Regions from separate parts of the Danio rerio genome. Here region 1 is linked to region 2. A link is a contact called in public HiCAR-type data. All regions are on one chromosome and are shown on one strand. The core of a region is the stretch at or near the end of the contact, and the rest is flanking DNA. Distances in the headings are between cores, read along the strand shown. Region 1 holds the start of rnf41l (ring finger protein 41, like). Region 2 holds the start of ptpn3 (protein tyrosine phosphatase non-receptor type 3).

Region 1 (5,025 bases), core at 1,901-4,400, 180 kb after region 2:
TATCTGTATCAAATATCTAAATGTATAAGCGTCAAAATACCTAGATGCTAATAACACGCTGTCTGAAAAACTATGCTTTTCCCTCAAAAAAAAAACAACAACTAATGGCAAAAATACAAAGATTTCATACTTTCCACAATATTTTTCATTCATTCATATTCTTGTCGGCTTAGTCCCTTTATTAATCTGGGGTGGCCACAGCGGAATGAACCGCCAACTTATCCAGCAAGTTTTTACTCAGCGGATGCCCTTCCAGCAGCAACCCATCTCATCACACACACACACTCATACACTATGGACAATTTAGCCTACCCAATTTACCTGTACCACATGTCTTTGGACTGTGGGGGAAACCGGAGCACCCGGAGGAAACCCACGCGAATGCAGGGAGAACATGCAAACTCCACACACAACTGAGCCGAGGCTCGAACCAGCGACTTAGCAACCTTCTTTTTGTGAGGCGACAGCACTACCTACTGCACCACTGCTTCGGCCGCACATTATTGTTTTTAGTACAAATAAATTTCTTATTTGAATATTTCAAAACACAAACTCAGGCAAAAAATTTCTTCACAGCAAAATGAATATATACATTTTGGTTAGATACGTTTAGTATAATTGATATGTAAGTGTTAAATGGGTTTACCAATGAGCAATAGTATTTCTTTTACATGAAGAAATCATATCAAATGTTCTATTTAAGGCTACTGCAGGCCAACAGACTTTTATTGTAAACTTAGCAAAGCAGCATAACTAAAAAAACATTCAAAAACATATTTTAATTGGTACAAATACATATATTAGTGAAATTGCGATTACCTGTGTGTGGTGTGTTCAGAGTTTCTTTCAGGTGTGGTTGCTGAAGGTGGTCTGGTTTGTTGCTGTAGAAACAGGCAGGTGGCAGCTGTTGGCCTGAAACATGAGTGGGAGGTCAGATCGCCAGCTTCATTTGTACTAAACATTATAAAAACACCCTTCAACGTGTGTGCAGTTGTGCAAAATGCTATTTTAATGCTCCTTTGCTATGAAACTCTCACCTGTCCTCAGACCACCTAATGAACAACAAATTTGCAAGAACTCCACACACACCTGGTGAAATCCCTCAGGGAAACCCTTAGGGAAACTCCTTTTACATGCTGAGATCAGGTGAGACTGAAGCACCTGGCAACCCTCATACAAATACAAGCCAAAGGCACAGCAAGACTGTATACACATTAAAAAACACATTGAATATGTTTTTAACGATGACATTTTTAGTTTAGCAAATTATATATGTGCTTTAATTATTTTATATAATTGTATATTTATATATTTCAAAACTAATAAACTGTTAAATTTTATTTTAATAATATTACTAAATAACTAGACATATTTTTTAACTTTGCAGTTAAAATATAGGAAAAAATAAGTTTGATAAATTTCTAAAACTTTAGAACAGAAATAAACAAATAATATATTTTTACTGTTATCTTTTTTTATTTATCTTATTATTTTATTAATAACATTTCATTTTTATTTTAAATTATTTTAATATAACTAAGGTCTTCAACTTATAATAAATATAATTTTTTTGTTTCTTTGCAGCTTAATATGTAATTTCTTTGCAACAAACTTCATTTTTTTAATAATTGTGTTAAACTACTACAACTTGACAAGAATATTTGTTACACTAAACATGATTTAGGAAATAAAATTAAAAATGATTTTTTAAAAATCCAATCAAAACAAATGTTTTTTTATTTTCACACTGACAAAGTTAAAATAATGTAAGAATAGATAAAAAAAACTGCAAACAGAAACAGGTTTGTATATAAATTTTACATTTTATTTTGTTAAGTATCTTAAACATACAGAATTGTAAGATTACTTGTTATGTTACACATTCAAATGTTTTCTCATTTGACAACTACAATTTAACATGAATAATTCTGTTACATTAAAAAGTAATTAAAGAATGTAAATTATAAATGAACAATGATTACAAATATACAACACATTTAATGTTGAAAATGGAGTGTTTACCAGTAAAACCCATATATCAGGAGCCTGTTGGTCCCTCCCTCACTGACATCCAGCAGACGGTCCTTAATAATAACCCCTCAGTAACAGGTGATCTGCGCAAGTGTTCCTGCACCTGCCTGGCCACGTGACAGAAAAACAACTGATCATCTTAGGTGTCCGTTTGTGGCTTGACCATTAAACACTTCTGTTTTTCTATGATATGCTGCTCTGGTTAAACCCTCACTGCTAACAGATCCGCATTTGAGGATATACAGCAGGATCTTTATGAAGGAGAGGATGTTTGTCAGTGTCTGGTCACTCTCACTGCCTGAATGATCTCTGTTCTTCATGGCTGCGGTTGGATTAGACAGGATTATGCTTTCCCACACTCTGATTGGATTATTTTCTACACGCCAACATTACAGCTTCACTTTCAGACATGCAGCACTGTATAAAATATTGACACAACACATGCAAACATGCATCTGTGTGCATCCCAAACACAGTTACTGAGTAAAACACTTAAGAATTCAATAAAATCACACTCAAGCACCATGTATGTGTTATTAAACGTTTCTAAAGATTAAAGGGTAATGTTATTCAAGATTTCTCCAGTACTGTGCCAGTAATTCATGATTATATATATTTATTAGTTAAATTACAACCAAAAATAAACATTGATACATTGATCATAATTTATTTCATTCAGTGCCTTTCCAGTACTCTTTTTTACATATACAGATTTTTCTTTACTGTGTAATATGTACAAAAATTCACCATTTGTTTACTTTCTAGTAAAATATGTTTGTTAATAAGCAATATTTTTTGCAATAATTCGAATATAAAGTATACTAACAATGTATTAATGAAAGACTGCAATGATGAATATAATAAAACACACACAAACCAGTAATTGATTTGATGTCAAAGCTAATAACTGTGCACAAAACTTGTTTGTTATAATGTAAATAACCAAACAAGTCTAGTTAATAATGTGTAGTAGCTTCTACTTGCCTGTTTGATCAGTGATGGTTGACAGAAATCAAACTTTTCAGACGTCTCTTCTATTTTGCTTCATTTACCTTTGCTGGATTAGATATATATTATTTGCAGGCTACATTTCCTGTCAGGTTTCTTTAACAGTACTCTCTCTGTACTGTTGATTTTTGCTCTTCATAAGCTCCTCAACTCCACCTACTTTACGTGACGTCGAGTTTTGTCCAATCACAGCAAAGGTACGTCACGTCCGCGGGAGACTCGTTTTTGAGGGAGTTTTTGTAAATAGGCAAAGTGATTGACATACGAGAGGAAACTCGATAACAAGGTAAGCGGTTTACGTATTGCTTATGTACAATTAGTAGATTAAATTCAAATGCATTTGACATGTTTTGAGAGGTGTAAGGAGTCGGTCAGCGCGGCTCAACTTTACATTGTTTACCCGTGTTTTGCTAACGACAGCAACAGATGCTTGCCTGCTTGCTAAAAATGTCCTGTTCGCAAAGGGATGGTTCGCCCAAAAGGAAACTATTTCTTTGTTTATCACATTCTTGTCATCTCTAATGAGTATGACCTTCTTAACATTATTTATGAGCTGGTTCAGTTTAATGATATATATAGATGAGCTACCCCGCGTTGTCCGATTCATGAACAAATGAAATGACTCTTATGAACTGGATCTTTTTAGTGAATCATAAACCCTCTGATACGAAAGAATTTGCAGTTCATCAGGGCTGCTTATTACACTTTAATAATAATATTTAACATCATGTATAATATTATTGATTAGGTAGTAAATATTGCATTCATAAAGAAAAAAATCCTAAAAAGTCATACTAAAATGTAATTATAAAAATGTCAACAAAAGTTCTTTTTTTCAATTTCTGTGTACATACCTCAAATCAAAGCACTTTAACTGTCACATTAGCAGCAGCAGCACGTGTTCTATGATGAATGAAAATCTATTAAGGTAAAGTTTCTCCAAAATAGTGTCATTCCAAGAAAGTATTCTTTGCCAATGCTAAATATGGAAATCTAATCCTATTATCAGTCAACGACTGTCAAAGTACAACACTGTTCACAGTCAAATAAATAGGGCTAATGTTGTTTTCAAGTAATACTTACATGTGACTTTCGATTGAATTTTCAAAGTACCATGTTAAACAATGTAGGCAGCATGTCACAAGTTGTCACTGTACGAATGTGCCGATATTTAACCAGCTTTACCTAAATTGAATAGCTTAGGTGCTGGCTCCAGACTACAGACAGTGCATAATACAACAAAATACTCAAAAATAAAACAATAAACTATTAAAAATGCTGACAATTAATGAGCAATTCCAGCGTTATGGGTTTGACATTTTGAGTAAAAAATTCAAACATAAATACACAGAGAAAATCTATGATAACATTATATTGCACCATCTGTTTATATTTTCCAAAACAACTAACCACAGAGTTATGGGATCAGAAAAATACCAATCTGTAAATATTATTTATATTTTAAAGTAAACATGCGTTATGGACGTGACCAAAAAAAGTATGCGAGTTTACAGTATACAACATACTTTGTAGAAATTCTGTAAATTAAACTGCACAACCCAAATGAAACAATGCTAATCTAAAGGATAAGAGTCGGCTTACTATAAAAACAAAAATCATTGATTTTATTTTAGTTGACATTTATGAGGAAAAAGCTTGGTTATGAATCATGTGACAGATGTAAAAATGCCACTTTTGTGACTTTGGTAAATCAAATATATTAGTTTGACAACATTGACTCAGACATTTATGAGTATTTCTAGAGTTCTGTGAAATACGAGCCTACACAAAGAACCTAGAAAGTATTTTGCTATTTTGGTAAACATTTGCATGGAATTGCTCAAATTTGTAAAGAAAAAAAAACACATTACACCCATGTAGACACAGACAAGTACAAAGTCAAAAAGGTGTACACATTGACTGTTGATGGTGTATAAATAATTTAGGCAATATTGTTTTGGATTTGTCACTGGAAAGATGATTTTG
Region 2 (4,919 bases), core at 1,116-3,615:
GAATTGCGAAGCAGCTCTTGGGACACCCTGGTTAACATCATCAGTCACTTGTGTCACCTACACTTACTACTTAATTAGGTACATCTGTTATCAACCAATCACAGCAATTCAGTGCATTTAGGCATGTTGACATTGTGAAGATGATCGGCTCAAGGTCAAATTGAGCATCAGAATGAGCAAGAAAGTGATTTAGTTGATTTCAAATGTAACATGGTTGTTGGTGACTGACAGGCCGATCTGAGTATTTCAGAACTGCTGATTCACTGGAATTTTCACATACTATCATACAATACAAGCTACTTTTTAGAGTAGGTGAGAGCGGGCACAAAGTAACACTTTTTGGTTTTGGTGCATTTAAAGGCAGATTTCACACAATTAATTTAAATTCAATTTACTTTAAATAGTAGCTATATTTCCTCAGTACATTTACATTTACCTGGCTCATTTCTTTTTTTTATTCTACATAACACAGTATGTTTATTTATTTGTTTATTGGATAAACACATTTGAATCTATTTGCATTATTATCCATTTATCTGTATTATACAATGCATTTATTTGCATTATGGGCAATAAATATTTTTTCTATTAACACAATATTTTCTATTTAAAAAAATATTTAAAAAGTTTTCAACATTACACTCAAAATTAAAAAAACAAACAAATTGTTTGTTGAATTGGTGTCCAGCAGTGTGTGGCTTAATTGTAACACCCTGTTACAACTATCCCTGCTGTGTCATGTTTTCCTCAAAACTGGTTAGTAGTCACTGTGTTTCTTATATCTTTCAAAATGGTTTCATCTTTTAGCCTAGAAAACTGTGATCACAACAATATAAGATTTTAGGTTCATACTTACCGATTTAAAAAAATATAATAAAATAAAGTGTAATAAAAAATACTTTTATGCTGCAAAAATGGCTTCTCCTGTGTTTCTCATCCAAATTTCGACAAAATATTTACAATAATTGGCAGGAAGACATCTGCTGACACTGTGGAGAAAACCTCGGAAGCATGCCATAGTTAACCTTGAGCAAATACCTTAAAACTCAATGTTACATTTAACCCCACGTTACTTTGTGCCCCACGCTCCCCTAATGTCTTGTTGATGGTAAAGATCAGATGATTTGAGGTGATAGAAAGTCTATAACCATTTATGAGTCCACAGAAGAACATACAACCTTGAACCAGGTAAGCTACAGCAACAGACGACCACAACAGGTACCACTCCTTTCAGCTAAGACAATAATGATGTAATTCAGCATATTTTCTTGACTTACTTTGACCCCTTAGCTGAATACCACAGCCTATTGTTGCTGATTATCCCCATGTTTTTATCAATCTTAAATCATCTTAAGCTGGTTTCTTAAAATAATTTCTTGAACACAACACTATATAGTATTCACTATACTCAAATTGCTTAAATAATCACCAGATCTAGAACATCTTTGCTGTAATGGTAGATTCACATCATAAATTTGAAGCTGTGAATTTACCACAAACATGTCTCAATTTTGAGTTGCGGCTGGAAAGGCATCCACTGGCAAACAAAGAGTAACTGACATTTCGTTTCGCTGTGATGACCTGTTATTAAGAAGGAAATAAGAAAAGGAGTGAGTGCATGACTGAGTGTAAACAAAGGCAACCCAGCAAGGCACTGATAAAGTAGTTAGTATGATTACTAAAACACAAGCTAGTGGTCAGTTATGCTGAATATTTAAAAAATTGGCTAACCCACAAAATGATTACATTTGATGTTTTAAGGCAAGTTAAAAGAAGTTCCGAAACAGATTTTAATTCTTATGTTTTGTCTTAAGAGCATAGATGTCACATTTATAAGGAATATGCCATATTCTAATGTTTTTACGAAAGAAAAATAAGAATATGGTGGTTAAGGATTTATTTTATTATCATTGTTAATGGTCGCATTTTGGTCTCTTACTCTGATCAGATAGTATTGATAGTAAGTGTTAAAAACTAAGACTAAGCTGGGAAACCAGAATGAAAACCAGAAGAATTTTAGAGCAAGCTCTACACCCAGGTGTGCTTACTGACTCAAAGAGGCAGCGCCCTAAACCGGCGGGGACGCGCACCTGAAATTGCGCGAGCTCGTGAAATTCCTGAGAGTTCTGGCTTAACATGAATCACGCCTTGAAATCAGGCTAGGTCTGACAATCACATTCACATCATGAAATCTGTAAAATGTGTGTTGCAACCACCCCAGCAGTGGGAAGGGGAGCATAAAAACAAAACTATTGCTACATGATCACAATAGATCCTGCACTCGTGGTCAGCGCAGTGACGCCGTTATTGCCCTCCCGAAGGAACCAAGAGAGAGAAAAATAACATATTCCGGAAGTTTACCGACACCTGCGACCATGATCGCCTTAACATGGAAACTTTTCTCTCATCTCGGGGATTGTAAGAACTTCTAACACTGCAGAAATATTGGGAACAGCTCGAGCAGGTAACTTTCTGACGCTTTTCTGATGTATGAATGTCCCTGCATGAACTCCAACTTTGTGGGCTAAAGAAGAACATTGTCAAACGACGTATATTTGGCTTTAAGAACAACAAATCGGTTCACTCCTAGACTGTTTATGGGAAATATCGCGATAAAGCTCCTGGATTTGTTTCTTTCCATGCGAAATATGATCTCGAAATATGTTGAGGTCATAAACGCTGGAGCAGAAGAACTGTCCTGTCGTTCACCCCGCTCGGTTTGGTGACACTTCGGTTCAGATTTGTGACAGAGCCCGAACCTAAAGCCTGAGCAGACCAGCGTGAACTTGAGTCAGAAATGCAAGACGTCACACCCAGAAAAGCCCTCATACAGAAACTTTAAACTGTTTTCTCCTGTTAAACCGTCCTGTGTTACTTTTTTGTTTCAAACTCATAATATTACAGTAGTTTGAGTCAAAGGCTCTTTGTTTTTTAGGATGGTTCAAGTAATTACATGTCCTAAGCCGTAAATATCGCGTCGCTTAAAAGTGAAGTCGAGCGTGTAAAGTAGTGCTTTTGCAACCGAGCTGCTGGTAAATATTAACCTCCAGTGTAAACGTCAGAGCTGCTCTAACCGTGAGCGAAAGTAAAACACCCACTTCAGACTGCAACTATGCGTTTTATATGGTCAAAAAGGGAAACATTGTATACAAAGACAGATCAGTGAGACTTCTGCATTTGCAAACAGTCACAGAGAGCGTCCACAAACTGGATCTGTGAGGTTAAGTCTGAAAGAACAAGAGGTATTTAATGTAGCTTAATCTGAAGTAACTACAGGCTGTTAAAAATCTTATGTCAAATAACTTAGTGTGTCCATATGATGGATTTCTGTCTCAAATTCTGATTTATGTCATGTGTCTTTTGTCTCTCCCAAATTATAAAGTATTGTCACATCACCAGTTCACGTTCATGTTTACTTGTCTAATGTCAAATTTGCACTTTAAAGGTGGCACAGAAGTGTATCTGAGGTGGCATTTACACAGTGTTTGCAGAGATAGATCACCCAAAAGTGAAAATTCTGTTATTTACTCATCCTCATGCTTGTTCAAAACCTGTTCGACTTCTTCTGTTAAACAGAAAAGAAGATATTTTGAAGAAAGCTGAAAAAATGTAACTATTGACATCTATTTGTTTTTACTACTTTTTACAGCTCTTCAGCTTTTTTTCCAGCATATCTTTGTGTTTAACAACATAAAGTAACTAACAAAGCTTTATAACCAATTGAGGGTCACCAAGTAATCAGTAATATTTAGTTTTTGGGTGAACTACCCCATAAGAAGGTGTCATAAATGCATGTACACCAAAATTACAACTGTACACTATACAATACACACTAGGGATGAGGTAGCGCAATTTAATTAGAGCAGATATCATTTAGTCTGTCTCTAGTATATGAGGCATTATGTATTTTTTTAATTATCACAGTGCAGCCTTATAATTGGCAATAGTGCAAACATTTGACACACTTGTCCTATATTATTATTACTGTACATATTTACAAAAACTGTAGACTATATCTTAGACAGAAAACAGTTTTTGTGTGAAAAACTTGATTTATGCATATTTATTTAAAAAATGACACTACAAAACAGTGACAGCACAGACTAATGTGCGGACACAGAATTCATTTAGACACATAAAAATACTTTGCATTCTATAACTTACAGTATATTTGTTCATAGTGCAGTGACCTCTTACATGTCAAAAGATCAAGTGAATTTATTTCTCAGTTCATCACACTTTTAACGGAATTATTAATGCAGTTTAGGTCTAACCAGGAGTGCACGAGCAGCAAGTGTAGGGTATAGGTATAAGTTATAATAACAAATATTAAAAACTATGGGTAATATTTACAGATGGATGTACTGTACTATAAACATTATATACAGGTTGTATTAGCTACGATATAATGTTCATAGTACATCCATTCCCGAATATACAAGTATTATTGAAATTATTAAAGACTATACTATAACTACAGTGTATCACTTTAATCAAGTTTCTTCGTATAATACAGCTTATGCAGAAGCCACTCACAGCCAACATGACATAATGTAATAGTGTGTCTAAACTCCGCCTTCTCAAAAGGTCATCAATGCCTGCTTTTACATCACTGCCTGTCTAGGCTCTACCCACTGATTCGAGTATAGATAGCTGCCAGCTGCTAGCTTTCTCAGCTCTCACATGGTAGCCCACTGAAGCCAAGCAGGGCTGCACCTGGTCAAACAGCAAAGCACAAACAAAATGGCATCCCTTTTGGTGCTTGAATTCACTTACTAGTTTCATTCACTACTTCAAGTGAACTATATTAGTGGACTAATGTAGGATATAGTGAATGATGGTACGAGGGGCAATACAGTATTGGTTGCTGCTGGAAGAGGTGTTATAGAGGTCAGCTGGGGGTGCTTACCCTGTAGTCT

Evidence for each region. HiCAR-type assays count read pairs that join an accessible place to other places.
Region 1: a HiCAR-type map of caudal fin shows a contact between it and region 2, with 3 times the contacts expected there. The contact joins the promoter of rnf41l here to the promoter of ptpn3 in region 2. A contact is called at or near these places in 2 of 4 datasets of contacts at active chromatin or transcription factors (caudal fin and embryo).

Annotation. Positions count from the first base shown.
Region 1 is chr16:29,851,885-29,856,909 of GRCz12tu, forward strand. rnf41l (ring finger protein 41, like) reads right to left here and starts at 3,151. Exons shown (of 8, transcript XM_068214144.1): 1 at 3,016-3,151; 2 at 820-912. It overlaps rad54b (RAD54 homolog B), which reads left to right and starts at 3,254. Exons shown (of 15, transcript XR_012392112.1): 1 at 3,254-3,325.
Region 2 is chr16:29,667,935-29,672,853 of GRCz12tu, forward strand. It overlaps ptpn3 (protein tyrosine phosphatase non-receptor type 3), which reads left to right and starts at 2,366. Exons shown (of 26, transcript XM_682838.11): 1 at 2,366-2,464.